Linked DNA regions of Ovis aries: region 1 is linked to region 2. A link is a contact called in public Hi-C data. All regions are on one chromosome and are shown on one strand. Each heading gives the region's core, a stretch centred on a gene start, on an enhancer-like site or on the middle of the called end of the contact. The rest is flanking DNA. Distances are from core to core; before and after follow the strand shown.

Evidence for each region. Hi-C and Micro-C count contacts between places; a contact is called where the count stands out from the background.
Region 1: a contact with region 2 is called in a Hi-C map of hypothalamus, with 2.4 times the contacts expected there. The contact joins the promoter of FAM120A here to the enhancer-like site in region 2. A contact is called at or near these places in 3 of 16 Hi-C or Micro-C datasets (hypothalamus, mixed tissues and tail adipose tissue).

What each region holds. Positions count from the first base shown.
Region 1 is chr2:28,123,954-28,130,019 of ARS-UI_Ramb_v3.0, reverse strand. It overlaps FAM120A (family with sequence similarity 120 member A), which reads left to right and starts at 2,427. Exons shown (of 18, transcript XM_015093026.3): 1 at 2,427-3,114. The coding sequence starts at 2,641.
Region 2 is chr2:28,017,873-28,024,290 of ARS-UI_Ramb_v3.0, reverse strand. FAM120A (family with sequence similarity 120 member A) reads left to right here. Exons shown (of 18, transcript XM_015093026.3): 13 at 541-750; 14 at 2,807-2,990; 15 at 3,575-3,712; 16 at 5,827-5,968. Among named protein-coding and RNA genes, the nearest start is that of PHF2, 26 kb to the right of the region's middle. Within about 2 kb of position 1,295, at least 6 of the 54 cell types and tissues checked have an H3K27ac peak or open chromatin away from gene starts, as enhancers often do. A contact at or near this core is called in hypothalamus, where this site is marked.

The DNA of each region.
Region 1 (6,066 bases), core at 1,178-3,677, 100 kb before region 2:
TAAGTACTATTAACACCCTCATTGTACACATGAGAGAAACCAAGGTTTTAAAAGCTTAAGTAATTTACTCAAGGGCCCAGAGGTAGGACCAGACAGATTTGGTAATCTGATTCCATAACCTTAGTCCTTTATACTGCCTTAAAGTGAAAATAAATTAATTCTCAGAACCCCAGACACTGGCACCAAAGTATTTAAAAGCAAGCATATTTAAAAGAAAACAAAAACAGTACATAGATGAGTAAATATGGAACACAGTGCTATACATTCAATTACAACGACTGATTAGAACTACTACTCCTAAACCCGTGAGCCTACAGTAGATTATAGAAGGACATTTGAATATTTTGGATGTCAGTATTTAATGTGGCTTTAAATGACTAACTGTATTTCTAAATAACATATGATCCTGGCTTCATCACTAACTTTGTATATGAGTGGCTTAACTTCCAAAATCTGTTTTTTTTTAAATTAAACACATTTATCAAGATACTAAGAGCATTTTACTGATGTATGTATCATACTGGCCTATACTTGAGGTGAAGTTATAAGAAATGAAAAAACTCAACTTGCCTTTTTAGGGACAATAGAGTATGGAGGCTTCTTGGAACCTCATGGGTGCAGGCTCCATCTGCTCTGTACCTGCTGTCTGGGCCTGCTCCTCTACAGAGGTTTCTCCAGAAAAGAAAAGGACAGGAGAGTTGGAGGTAAGTAAAAACACCACTTCCAAACTCCTAAGAGTTCTGAGTTTATAAATGCTTTATTCTATAAGACATTAACCTGTTTTAAAAAACATTTTCATGATGCATAATATATTTGCAGTATTAACCTCATTTAAAAAGTAATTACTGCAGAGCTCTGGGACAGAAGTCCTGAAAGGACCTCATTTCAAAAGATGCTACTAGAGCAAGAAGGATTTAAACCATTTTCCTTAGGAGGGGCTGCACAGTCTCCAGAAAGAGAGAGTTAAAGATAGATATTTCACAGTTGGAACCAAATAGAAAGGAGGCATTTCACGTGCTGTAACAGAGCTACTGTTTTTAAAGTTTCTTTGGTGATATCTGACACTAAGGCTACTTGTATATTACACTATAGATTGTCATTTCAGTGTCTGGGCCATGAAATGTTACTACTGTGAAAACAAAAAAGCAGAGCCTTCAGCTCCTTCAGACAGTGAAAGCACTTTGAAAAGTGGGCTGAGTCAGATCTATCTGAAGGGAGATCTGCTACCTCAAAGGGAACGGCCAATGAGGGTTCTGCTCACATGGCTTTTAGATTTATGCCAAAAAAAGCAGTGAAGCAGTAAACCCAGCAGGCAGTGGGGTCAACCTGCCAGTTTTCCAACTTCCTCAGAATTACCACCCTACTCCTTGTGAACAACCGAAACTGGAGAGTTATTTCCCAAGTTAAAGATACCGATGCAATTAAGTTGAGAGAGCCGGTGATCACTTCCAAAACCCGGTAACTACACTTGGGCACACAGCGCAGAAACTGATTCCTTTCTCCGTTTGGGACTTCTGCTCACTCCTCCCCCTAGATACATCCCGACTTTCAGTTTCTGACCACCTTTCCCTCTGCAGCCGCCTCGGCCGGGGCACTGGTCCCACCTTGGGATGACTGGCCCTGTGGGACCAGGACGGGATCTCTTTGGGGTGATCAGACCCCAGGCATTAGGCCTTCTCAGATGATTGGCTCTCAAAACGTACGCTGCCTCCTCGAGGTGACGAGATCCCAAGATTGGGTTGAGGCCTTCTCAGGGTGACCAGCTCCTGGGGATGGAACTTGGGACTCCTCAGGTGGCCGGCTCTCGAGAATAAGGCCTTCTCGGGGGTGACCAGGCACAGGGACAGGAAAGGGCCTCCTCTGGGTGACCGGTCCTTGGGGACGAAACAGGGCCTCTTCGGAATAACGGGACCCGGGAAGAAGATGGGGCTTCCTTAGGGTGACTGACTTCCGGGATGAGGCTCCTTTCATGGTAACCAGATCCGTAGGTCCGAACGCGGCCTCGTTGAGGTGACCGGCTCCGATCGCGGACGGGGACAGGGCTGCCTGACCGGCTTCCGGGGATAAGGCCGTCCCGGGGTGGCCAGATCCTGGAGCCGGGGATGTGGTCCTCGGTGACCAGCTCTGGGAGACCAGGAAGGGGACGAGATGAAGCTACCGCCCCGACGTCTCCTGGGAACTCGCGCAGGCACAGCGGCCCGAGAGCTCCTTTTCCTGGGCTGGGCCTCGCGGACTCTGCCAGGGCTGGGACCGAAGTTCGGAGCTGGAGCCCGAGTCCTGCGCCGCCGGGAACCGGCCCCTCTTCTGGTTACCAGCCCCTCAGTTCGCAGCACCGCCTCTTCCGCCCTTTCCGCCGGCCCGCGTACGTCAGCTGGCGCCGCCCCGCCCCGCCGCCGCCCGCCCGCCCGCCCGCGCGAGGCCGCCTCAGCTTGGCCTGGGCCTGGAGCGGCGCACGGCGCAGGTCCCTCCCCGCCATGGCCCTGGGAGGCGGCAGCACATGGCGGCCGCAGCGGCCATGAGCGCGCCCGCGGCTCGGCCCGGCCCCCCCTAGAGCCCGCCGCCCCGGCCCCGGCCCGCGCCACGGCCCCGCCGCCCCCGGCCCCGCCGCCCCGCCGCCCCGCGCCCGCCGCTGCCGCCGCCATGGGCGTGCAGGGCTTCCAGGACTACATCGAGAAGCACTGCCCGAGCGCCGTGGTGCCGGTGGAGCTGCAGAAGCTGGCCCGGGGCAGCCTGGTGGGCGGCGGGCGGCAGCGGCCCCCGCACACGCCGCTGCGCCTGCTGGTGGACGCCGACAACTGCCTGCATCGCCTCTACGGCGGCTTCTACACCGACTGGGTGAGCGGCGGCCAGTGGAACCACATGCTCGGCTACCTGGCCGCGCTAGCCAAGGCCTGCTTCGGCGGCAACATCGAGCTCTTCGTCTTCTTCAACGGCGCGCTTGAGAAGGCGCGGCTGCACGAGTGGGTCAAGCGGCAGGGCAACGAGCGCCAGACGGCGCAGCAGATCGTCAGCCATGTCCAGAACAAGGGCACCCCGCCGCCCAAGGTCTGGTTCCTGCCGCCCGTCTGCATGGCGCACTGCATCCGCCTGGCGCTCATCCGCTTCCACGTCAAGGTGCGGCCAGCCGGGCGAGCAGGCGGACTGGGGTCCGCGTGGGCCGGGGGCGGGGTTGGAGACCGAGGCCGGGCGTAGGTCTGCGTGAATTTAAGCGGTCGCTTGAATTTGAGGGAGGGTGGGTCGGGGTTAGACTGGAGTTTGGGGGACCAGGGATGGGCCAGGGGTCTGGGCCTGAGTCCGGGTTTGGGGTTTGGGGCCAGGGGCCAGGCCTGGGTCGGAGTCTGGAATTCGGTTGCGGTCTGGGTCTGGGCAGGCCAGGGTCTGAAGTTGGAGTTGGGTCGGGTTTGAGGGTCTGGGCGCGGGGGACCGCAGGCGCCTCTCCCCTCCAGGTCTGACCTGCTGCAAAATGGACGCGCCGCCTGGAGCCCGGCCGGCTGCCGAGTGCCCGGGGTCTGGGAACCTCGGCTGCACCAGGCCGACCGAGAACCGTAGGACCAGCGGATAACTGCAAGCTTGGAAGGTGCAGTGGCACTCGCTGCGATCCCGAGTATTCCTCCACACTTTGAAGCAGGCATAATACTAACCTGAACTTTTATGAGATGCTGGTTTTCGATTTTGGAAGGCTTGAACAGCAACAGGTTTTTTGTGGGAGCAAGTGAACTAGATGGCGACAGGAAGGGGTCTCCAGCCACTGCCTACTGCTGTCGCCCTGGTTCGACCTGGGCAAGGTCTGTGGAGTTGGCTTTCTCTTGAGAACGCAGGGCTAGGTCCAGGTTCCCAGTAAGGTAACAGTATTTAGAGAAATCGTCGGATTTTTGTGTGTTGGGTTTCAAAGAATCATGGGATATTGTCAGTGCTATGATTTAGTTTGCTTGAAAAAGTCTTTGGTTCTGTGTGTCTGATGTGAAAAGAGTAGTCCAGGATCAGGCAAAGTCAGTGAATTAGTTTCCAGGATTTATTTCTCTCTGCACAGTAAGAACTCCACCACTTTGGGCTGTGCACTCAGGTAATCAGAGCTTTGGCTGTCCAGCATTCTGCTCTCCTTTTGGCAGAGGGCTCCTCCCTGAACTCAGGCCAAGGAGTGCTTCAGGACCTAGTAGCCAGGGTAGAGATAAGATGCAAACCAGTGACCCTTGACTTGAGTTTTGATTGCCTCGTTTTTCATTGTTCTTTTACAGTTCTTAGGGGGAGGCTGTTTTATTTTTCTGAGTTTGGCCACTCTGCCTTCCAGTGTCTTTGTTATTCCTTTATTTCTGCTTGAACTGTGCTTGATCCCAAAGTTTGTGAAATTCGAACTTCCTGACTGCTCTTGCCTGTGCTGAGATGGTGGTGGTTAAGCCTAAAGTGATAGCGGAAGTCCCACCCAGATCCTAATGCAATTGGTGACAGGGTTTCTAAGTCTGCGGGTCGAGGCTGCTGGAAGAGCTGCGATTGGTCTGTGAATATGGCAGAGACCTAGCCTGCGTCCCTGGGGAAGATCGGGTGAGAGCAAGGGACTGCTGCTGGCATTTTCTGCCCTGGAGCCTGGGCTCTCTGAGAAGTAAGACAGTGTAATTCCCTGATGTGATTCACCTCCAGAAGATGCTTTGAGTGTTAACACTTTTGTCTTGTGCAAAGATGGAAACTACTTACTACTGAAAAGACTACTGAAAAGAGCTTTTTAGTCAAATGGCTTTCAAAGGAACATCATAAATTTTACTTAGGATTAGATTCAGTGTTTGTACATGGTCTCTATCTTTTGAAAGAACTGCTGTATACTTTTTTAGTTGTAAAATTTCTTGATACTTGTCTTTGCGCCCCTGTAAATGTCTCACCTGCTGGGTGCTTAGAATTTTGACCAATGTGTGAGTAAGAAACTAGAATTAGGAGCATAACTTCCATTTAGGTTTCTGGACTCAAGATATAATTGAGTGTATAATCACTTTGCTTTAGATAAACTTTGAATTCCTGATATAGAATCACAATATAATGTTAATTTTACAGTTTAATATAGTAATGACTCAATTCCCTGGTGTACACTTACCAGGCAGGCTCACCTTTTTGGAAAACACCTAAGAAATTTAGCTGCTAAAAATTTCTCAGCAGCCAAATGAGAGGTCAGGAAGTTTTGATATAGTGATCCGAAAAAAAAAAAAAGCTTTCTGTTTCCTCATTGAAGAATCAACTTTTCTCCCTTGTAGACTGCCCTCTCGTTTTCAGATGTAATTCTGATAAGCTTAGTTACCTGTTTCTAAAGTCAGCTTGAGAAAAGGGTGCAGAGGAAAGTCTGCCATAGGCAAGCACACCATTAATAGCAAGAAGTGACACTTTACAAGGGAGAAGATAGAAAATGCTGTAAAAAGCACACGTAATTCTGGGGCATCTTTAGAAACAAATAAAACAACCCTATTTCAGTAGCCCCTGAGGGGTAGTATGGTTTACTCCATGGGAATGGTTTGGGGGAAAATGTATGTCCAGCATTCTTTCAGGAAGTGAAACAGCATGTACTGTTTTATAGAAAAATGCCTATTAAAATGGTTAAGTGAATTAAAACCATGATGGCATATCACTACATACTTGTTAGAAATGGCTAAAATAAGTAATTCCGGCAATGCCAGAATGCTGGCAAGAATGCTGAGCAACTGGAATCGTCCCACATGGCTGGTGGGAATGTAAGATGGTATGCCACCCTGAAAGATAGCTCCCTTAGTTTCTTATAAGATGGGTTTACCATATGATCCAGCAGTTGTACTCCTGGGTGTTTTCCTAATGAAACTATTACTCACAGAAAAACTATATTTGATTGTTCATAGTAGTTTTGTTCATAATAGCTCAAACTGGAAACAACCAAAATATCCTTTAAGAGGTAAATAGGCTATGGTACCGTGTAATACTGCTTAGCAGTAAAAAGGGAGAAACTACTGATACACACAAGGAAGCCAGGCTCAAAAGGTATGATTCTATTTATATTACATTCTCTTGCAGATAAGGCTGTAAATGGGGACCAGATGACAGGTTACATGAAGGTGT
Region 2 (6,418 bases), core at 46-2,545:
ACATTAACATATAAAATAATGTAGACATAAAATATAAGCTTTAGAATGAAATTATACCAAGTAATTTCTTTCCAAATAATTTTTTAAGATAACTACTTTAAAAATGCAGAATCTTAATAGAATATTCCTTTTTACCACATTTCTGTTAATATTATTACCAGTGTTTAGAATCTGCAATTTAAAATTTTATTTCATAAATGAGTAACTGCTAAGGAGTTAAACTAATGATCAGTTACTTTGTCATGTGTCCACCTTAAACACAGTATTGATTTACACTTGTATAACTTCACAAATTCCAAATTGAAATATTTCAGTATGTTTATAGAACAGCCTCTTAAACTTAAATTTGTTAAATAACATAAAAAGTCTTTCTGTTCAGACAGGTCAGTGTTAAGTCACTGTAAGGTAGTGATAGAGCTACTTAGGGGGCATTTGGTTGAGGGGTGTCCTTATGACCCATGGAGAGTTATAGTCAGACATTGCAAGAATTGGATGCTGTAGTACTCTTACTCCATAGAAATAATTCTTTTCCATTTAAAGATTGAGAACCTCGACCCCCGAGGCATTCAGCTGTCAGCTCTCTTCATGAGTGGCGTGGACATGGCCCTGTTTGCAAACGACGCATGTGGCCAGCCAGTACCCTGGGAACACTGCTGTCCTTGGATGTATTTTGATGGGAAGCTCTTCCAGTCCAAACTCCTCAAAGCAAGCCGGGAAAAGACCCCACTCATCGACCTCTGTGATGGTCAGGTCAGTTGCAGGAAAGCAGGCTGGGTGGGGCAGGGAGGAGGGGGTGGCCACTTCTAACCAGAATGAAATAATGTTCACTAGCTAATCTGTTGTCTTTCCTACTGAATTTATAATGAGCCCATGCAACAAGAATTTAATTTAGATTGAGCCCAGCCCAGTGTGTAACTAAATGTCAATTCAGTGCCCACATGAGCTGAGCCCAGGACATACACTTGGTTCTCATTATTCACAGTAATTGTACTGTATAAATTCACCTTGAACACTGAATTAGCAAATACGGAATCTTTGCACAGGGTTAGGGTTCTGCAAGCCTTCCGTTGCATTGTCTTCATCAGTCAGTCAATAAGACAATAACCTTGTGTTATGTATATTTCTGTTTAAATACTTCTTAATGCATATATATTGTTAACTCACTCACATTGAACTTATGACTGGCAACGTTATAACTCAGCTTCAACAAAGCTCATTTAACTAACACACGCATTTTCTCTGTACGGCACATCACAGCCTGGCACTTGGAAGCACTAGCCAATACTCAGCACTGTGCTATTCTAACAGCAAAATCATTCACAAAAACACAGAAATTGTGGCACTAAGGAGACAGTGACTGGACACATGTTTACAGTATAAAAACTGAAGCATGAAGACAGTGCTGTGCTTTCTTTAACCTTAGGTGGCAACTCAAGCTCTGTTCCACTCAGCGAATGTCTTCAGATGACTATGAAAATGCTAGGAGTATTGATTTTGAGTTTATGAATAAATTTTAGCAAGTGGCTGAGTTTAGAGATGTGGAACTCATGAATAGTCAGGATTGACTGTACTTTTTAAAGTTCTAATTTAAAAATAAAGTGAATTAGGTCATGAGGTTATCTTGTCCCTTTGTATATAAAAGAAGCTCACATATGCTGCAAGCTTTTTGCTTTTTAACCTTAGACTACAAAACATGTATTCTTCCACATGCTGCTTAAGTTAAGGTCAGTTTAAAGACAAATTTACAGAGTAAGCAGGATTTCAGGTTCTCTGATTAAAGATTGGTTCCTGGTATAGCGACTTAGCACATACATATTTATGTATTTATTAACAAAAGACACTCAGTGTTTTTTCACAGTATGATGTGACATACACAAGTTGTATTGTTCACATTTGTGCAGGCTACCTCACTGGTAGCCCCATGGACAGGTCAATTGGTCTATTGTCCTTTCTCTATTAAAGAGCTCCAGGCATTCCTTAAGAAGCATCTACTACTCTTTGCCTCAGTTCTTTTTCTGTAAAGTGAATGTTTGACCTAAAATTAAATTGATTAGGAAAGTAAAATTTAAAGATGTGAACTAGGCATCATCTACTCCCTGGTGCATGAGTGGAAGGAAGGCTGTGAGCATGACTTGTCTGGACTTAGTCATTGATTTTGAGAAACAAATTTGTTTTCAGTTAATAAATTTTATAGTAAGTGGTTCTCATCTAAAGATATACTGAGTAGGTAGAAATTTAAATTCTTGTTTTATAAGATTGTGAGATAAAGTATCTTTTTTTTCTTTCTTTTGGCTTTTTTTTTGCTTTTGTGATCATGTTTGCATTCTGTGGCCTTCCCTGCTGGCTCAGTGGTAAAGAATCTGCCTGACAATGCAGGAGACATAGGAGATACAGGTTCGGTCTCTGGGTCAGGAAGATCCTCTGGAGAAGGAAATGGCAAGCCACTCCAGTTACTCTTGCCTGGAAAATCCCATGCACAGAGAAGCCTGGTGGGCCATAGTCCATGGGGTCGCAGAGTCAGACAGGACTTACGACTATACTACAACAACAGCAGCAACATTTCATTCTGTAAAAAAGTATCACTGAGCAGATTGTGGCTGTGTTATTTATGGGTAAATAAGCACGGACAGAGGAGCCTGGCAGGCTACCGTCCATGAGGTCACAAAGAGTAGGACATGACTAAGCGGTTAACACACATGTAGGCAAAGCATAGTGGTCAGCATGTCTTATTTCTTTCCTGTTCATTCCAATTCAATTGAATTGAATTTGTGAATGAAGTTTTCACATGCCAGTCCTTGACTTCCAGGCCGAGCAAGCTGCCAAGGTAGAAAAGATGCGACAAAGCATCCTGGAAGGGCTGAACTTCTCCCGGCAGAGCCACCCACTCCCCTTCCCACCGCCAGCGGCGCTGCCTTTCTACCCCACCTCTGTGTACCCACGGCACTTCGGGCCCGTCCCCCCGGCCCAGGGCCGAGGGCGGGGCTTTGCAGGTGAGTGTGTCCACCACTGTAGGTACAGACTTGCTAGTGTGGGGAGACAGACACACACATAACATGCAGGCCTTCTCAGTGAGCTGTATCCTGCTATGTTGAGACCTTGTAAATAATTCTCAGCCTTAGTTACGAAGTTTGCAGCAACAGCTCTTCACATTAGAAAGGAACTTGATCCTGGAAGAGATTACGTTATGGGAAAGGGAGTGGGAGCTATAGAAGCTATTGCAGAGATATGATATTTAAATTGGTCAGTGTAGCCAAAAACTCTGCTGACATTTGTGGTTTTAGATTTTCTCATGTTGTGGGGTCAGCGGGGCTGTCCTCCATTAAGGCTGCCTCCCAAGCCTGTGGCAGAGCCCATAGCAATAGTGTTTGGTCTCCAGAGTCTCCTCCAAGAGCAGGCAAGGTGACATTTCTGTGTTGCTGGTGAGCAGAAGGGTCAGGAGGCTCTTCCCTGGCAGCTGATGGTGTAAGAACAACTGAAGGATATGGGGGTCTCTCTGCCTGAAAGCCCACTGGTGGCTTTCCCTGAACCCAGTTCCTCATGGCTTCTCCCATCTCTCTCCACCCGGGTCCCACAGGAGTCTGTGGCTTTGGAAGCCCCTATGGGGAAACTGTAGCGACAGGCGCTTACCGTGCCTTCCGAGTGGCGACAGCAACAGGACACTGTGGAGCCTTCTCAGGCAGTGACAGCAGCAGGACTAGCAAGTCACAGGGCGGTAATTATGCCACAACTCCTCCTGGAGCTTTTTTCCACCAGCAGCTTCCCGCTCCTTCTGGCTCTTCTTCCTCCTTGTCTGTCCTGACTCCAGCACCAAGTCCTTTCTGATAGGCCCCCCACTCTGGTATTTGCTGCTGCTCATCTGCCAGCCTCTGCCTTCCCCCAGGTCTCTGCGGCAGCTTTGCTCTGACCCATCTCTGTCTTCCAGCGGGACCACTGTGTCCACACACAGCCCTTCTGTGCACCTGCCTCCTAATCATTGCCTCCTATGATAGACAGGTTGCCCATTCATTCCTGGGGACGTTTTTTTTGCCTTCGTGTTCTCTAACAGCCCTCTCTAGGTAAAGAGGATCATGCTTGTGTAGAAGAATCTAAGGGCATTGTACAGTTCTTGGCATAAAAGAGTTTTTCATAGTTTGTTTCAGAGAAATATTAGTAAAGGAAAGTCTAATAGTCTGGTTTAAATTTCCATTGCTTCTCTTCTTATTCATATTAGGCTTGTGAGGGTGAGAAAAAGTCTTAACCCTGAGTTTTGAAATATTATCTTGTGATTTTGCTGTACTTTGAAGCCCATGACTTGTAACTTTGTCATAAATGCCTCATTTTGGGACTGCATATCTAAACCTGACTGTCAAGTCTGTGTTATAGGATTACTCAAATACAGTTTTGAAGAACTTTTAGGATAGGCAAGCCTTTCTTGATCAGAAATATTTTTCCAGTTGAGTTACTTGGGTTCTTACAGAAGCTACTAGAGACATCTTTTGTAATAGTAATACTCTTCTGGCTGAACGCTGCCCTCTCTCTGTAGCTGTGGAAGCCACTTTTCTTCTGCTGGACTTGCATGCCTGCTCTTGCCTCCCCTTAGTTTTCCTGGCTTTCCAGGGTGCTTTCCTCATGTTACTGTGCATCACACAGTGCACAGTAATGTGTGTTCTCTGCTTTACAATCAGCTTCAGCTTTTTGCAACCCTTGCCTGGAAACTCATGCTGGCCTGCAGTTGTGATAAAATACTATTGGGGGTTGGGGAGGAGTCTTGACTGTGAACATTGCTCTATCAGAAGTGGTTTAGTCTGAAATGACAATAGGAACGTGCTTCCCAACTTCTACCAAATTGTGTCTGGAATTCAGATCTCCACTGTCCAGTATGGTAGCCGCTGGCCACATGTGGCTTTCAAGCACTTGAACTGTGGCTCATCCAAACTGAGCTGTGTCCTAAGCGCACATCTAATTTTACAGACTTAACATAGAAAGAATGCAAAATGTCTCATTAGTAGTTTTTTATATTGATTACATGTTATTTTGGGTATATTGGGTTAAATAAAATATATGTTATTAATATTTACTTCCTGTGTTTTTACTTTTTTAATGTGGCTACTAGAAAATGTAAGACTTATTTGTAGCTTTTGTTGGACAGAGCTACCTGGCTGTTAATGATCATGGCTAACACCAGGATGATGGAGAATTTATTATAATCCTTTCCATCTCCCAGAAAAGAAGATGCTTGAGGTTCTGTTTTGTTTATATCAGAAATTTTGGTATCAATTAATTGTCTAAGCATTTTCTTAGGTAAGTTAGAAAACTTTGGAATATTCATGCTACCAATTAGTGAATACAAGGAATATTTGTGACCCTGCCTAAGGAAATTATCATTTAATAACACAATAAGAGTTAACAGGCTGGCTTTACTGATTAATTTCTGTAATGTTTGGTTAAGGTAGTAAAGTCTAAGTAATTACCCAAAGAGGAAAACATTTGAATTTGCAGATTTCTATCTTGATAATGTGGAAGGTGTGCCATGTACACCCAGTACTTTATTGGATCTGTTTCTGCCTAATAGCGGTACTCATTTTTCAGCCATAACTTAATTTCAGTTGTGATTTCTTCCAACACAGTTGTCTTACTTTCAGATATATTTTTAATGACAACTTAAAATCATTAAAATCAATTAAAACCTTTGTGCAAAGGTAGTTCACTTAATAAACAAGAAGTCTTTACAAAGGAAGAGAAAGGGCTTCATATGAAGTAGAAACCACATTTGAAAAGAAATTGCTTGCTTTTTTCTCTTTGCTGTTTTTGTGATTGTCAAGATTTTTTTCATCTACTTTTGTGCAGGAATCCAACCTATACCTTCTCAGGGAGGGAAGCTAGAAATAGCTGGCACTGTGGTTGGCCACTGGGCTGGGAGCAGACGGGGCCGAGGAGGCCGTGGGCCTTTCCCCCTGCAGGTAGTTTCTGTTGGAGGACCAGCAAGAGGGTGAGTTCTGAACAATGAAAATGTATTTGTGTAAATAAAACCAACCTTTTACCTGTTACTTTAATTATATGCTTACTGGTAACATCTTTATATCATTAAATATATTCTTAGTGGTTATGTAGGATTACTACATATGTATATATGTAGTAATATGTAGTAATATATGCAACATTATGTAATTATTTAAACCATTGTTAAATAATTATCCAGAAATTAAAGTCTGTGCTTCCTATAGCACAGACTGCTGCTGCTGCTGCTAAGTCGCTTCAGTCATGTCCGACTCTGTGCGACCCCATAGACGGCAGCCCACCAGGCTCCCCCGTCCCTGGGATTCTCCAGGCAAGAACGCTGGAGTGGGTTGCCATTTCCTTCTCCAATTCATGACAGTGAAAAGTGAAAGTGAAGTTGCTCAGTCGTGTCCGACTCAGCGACCCCATGGACTGCAGCCTA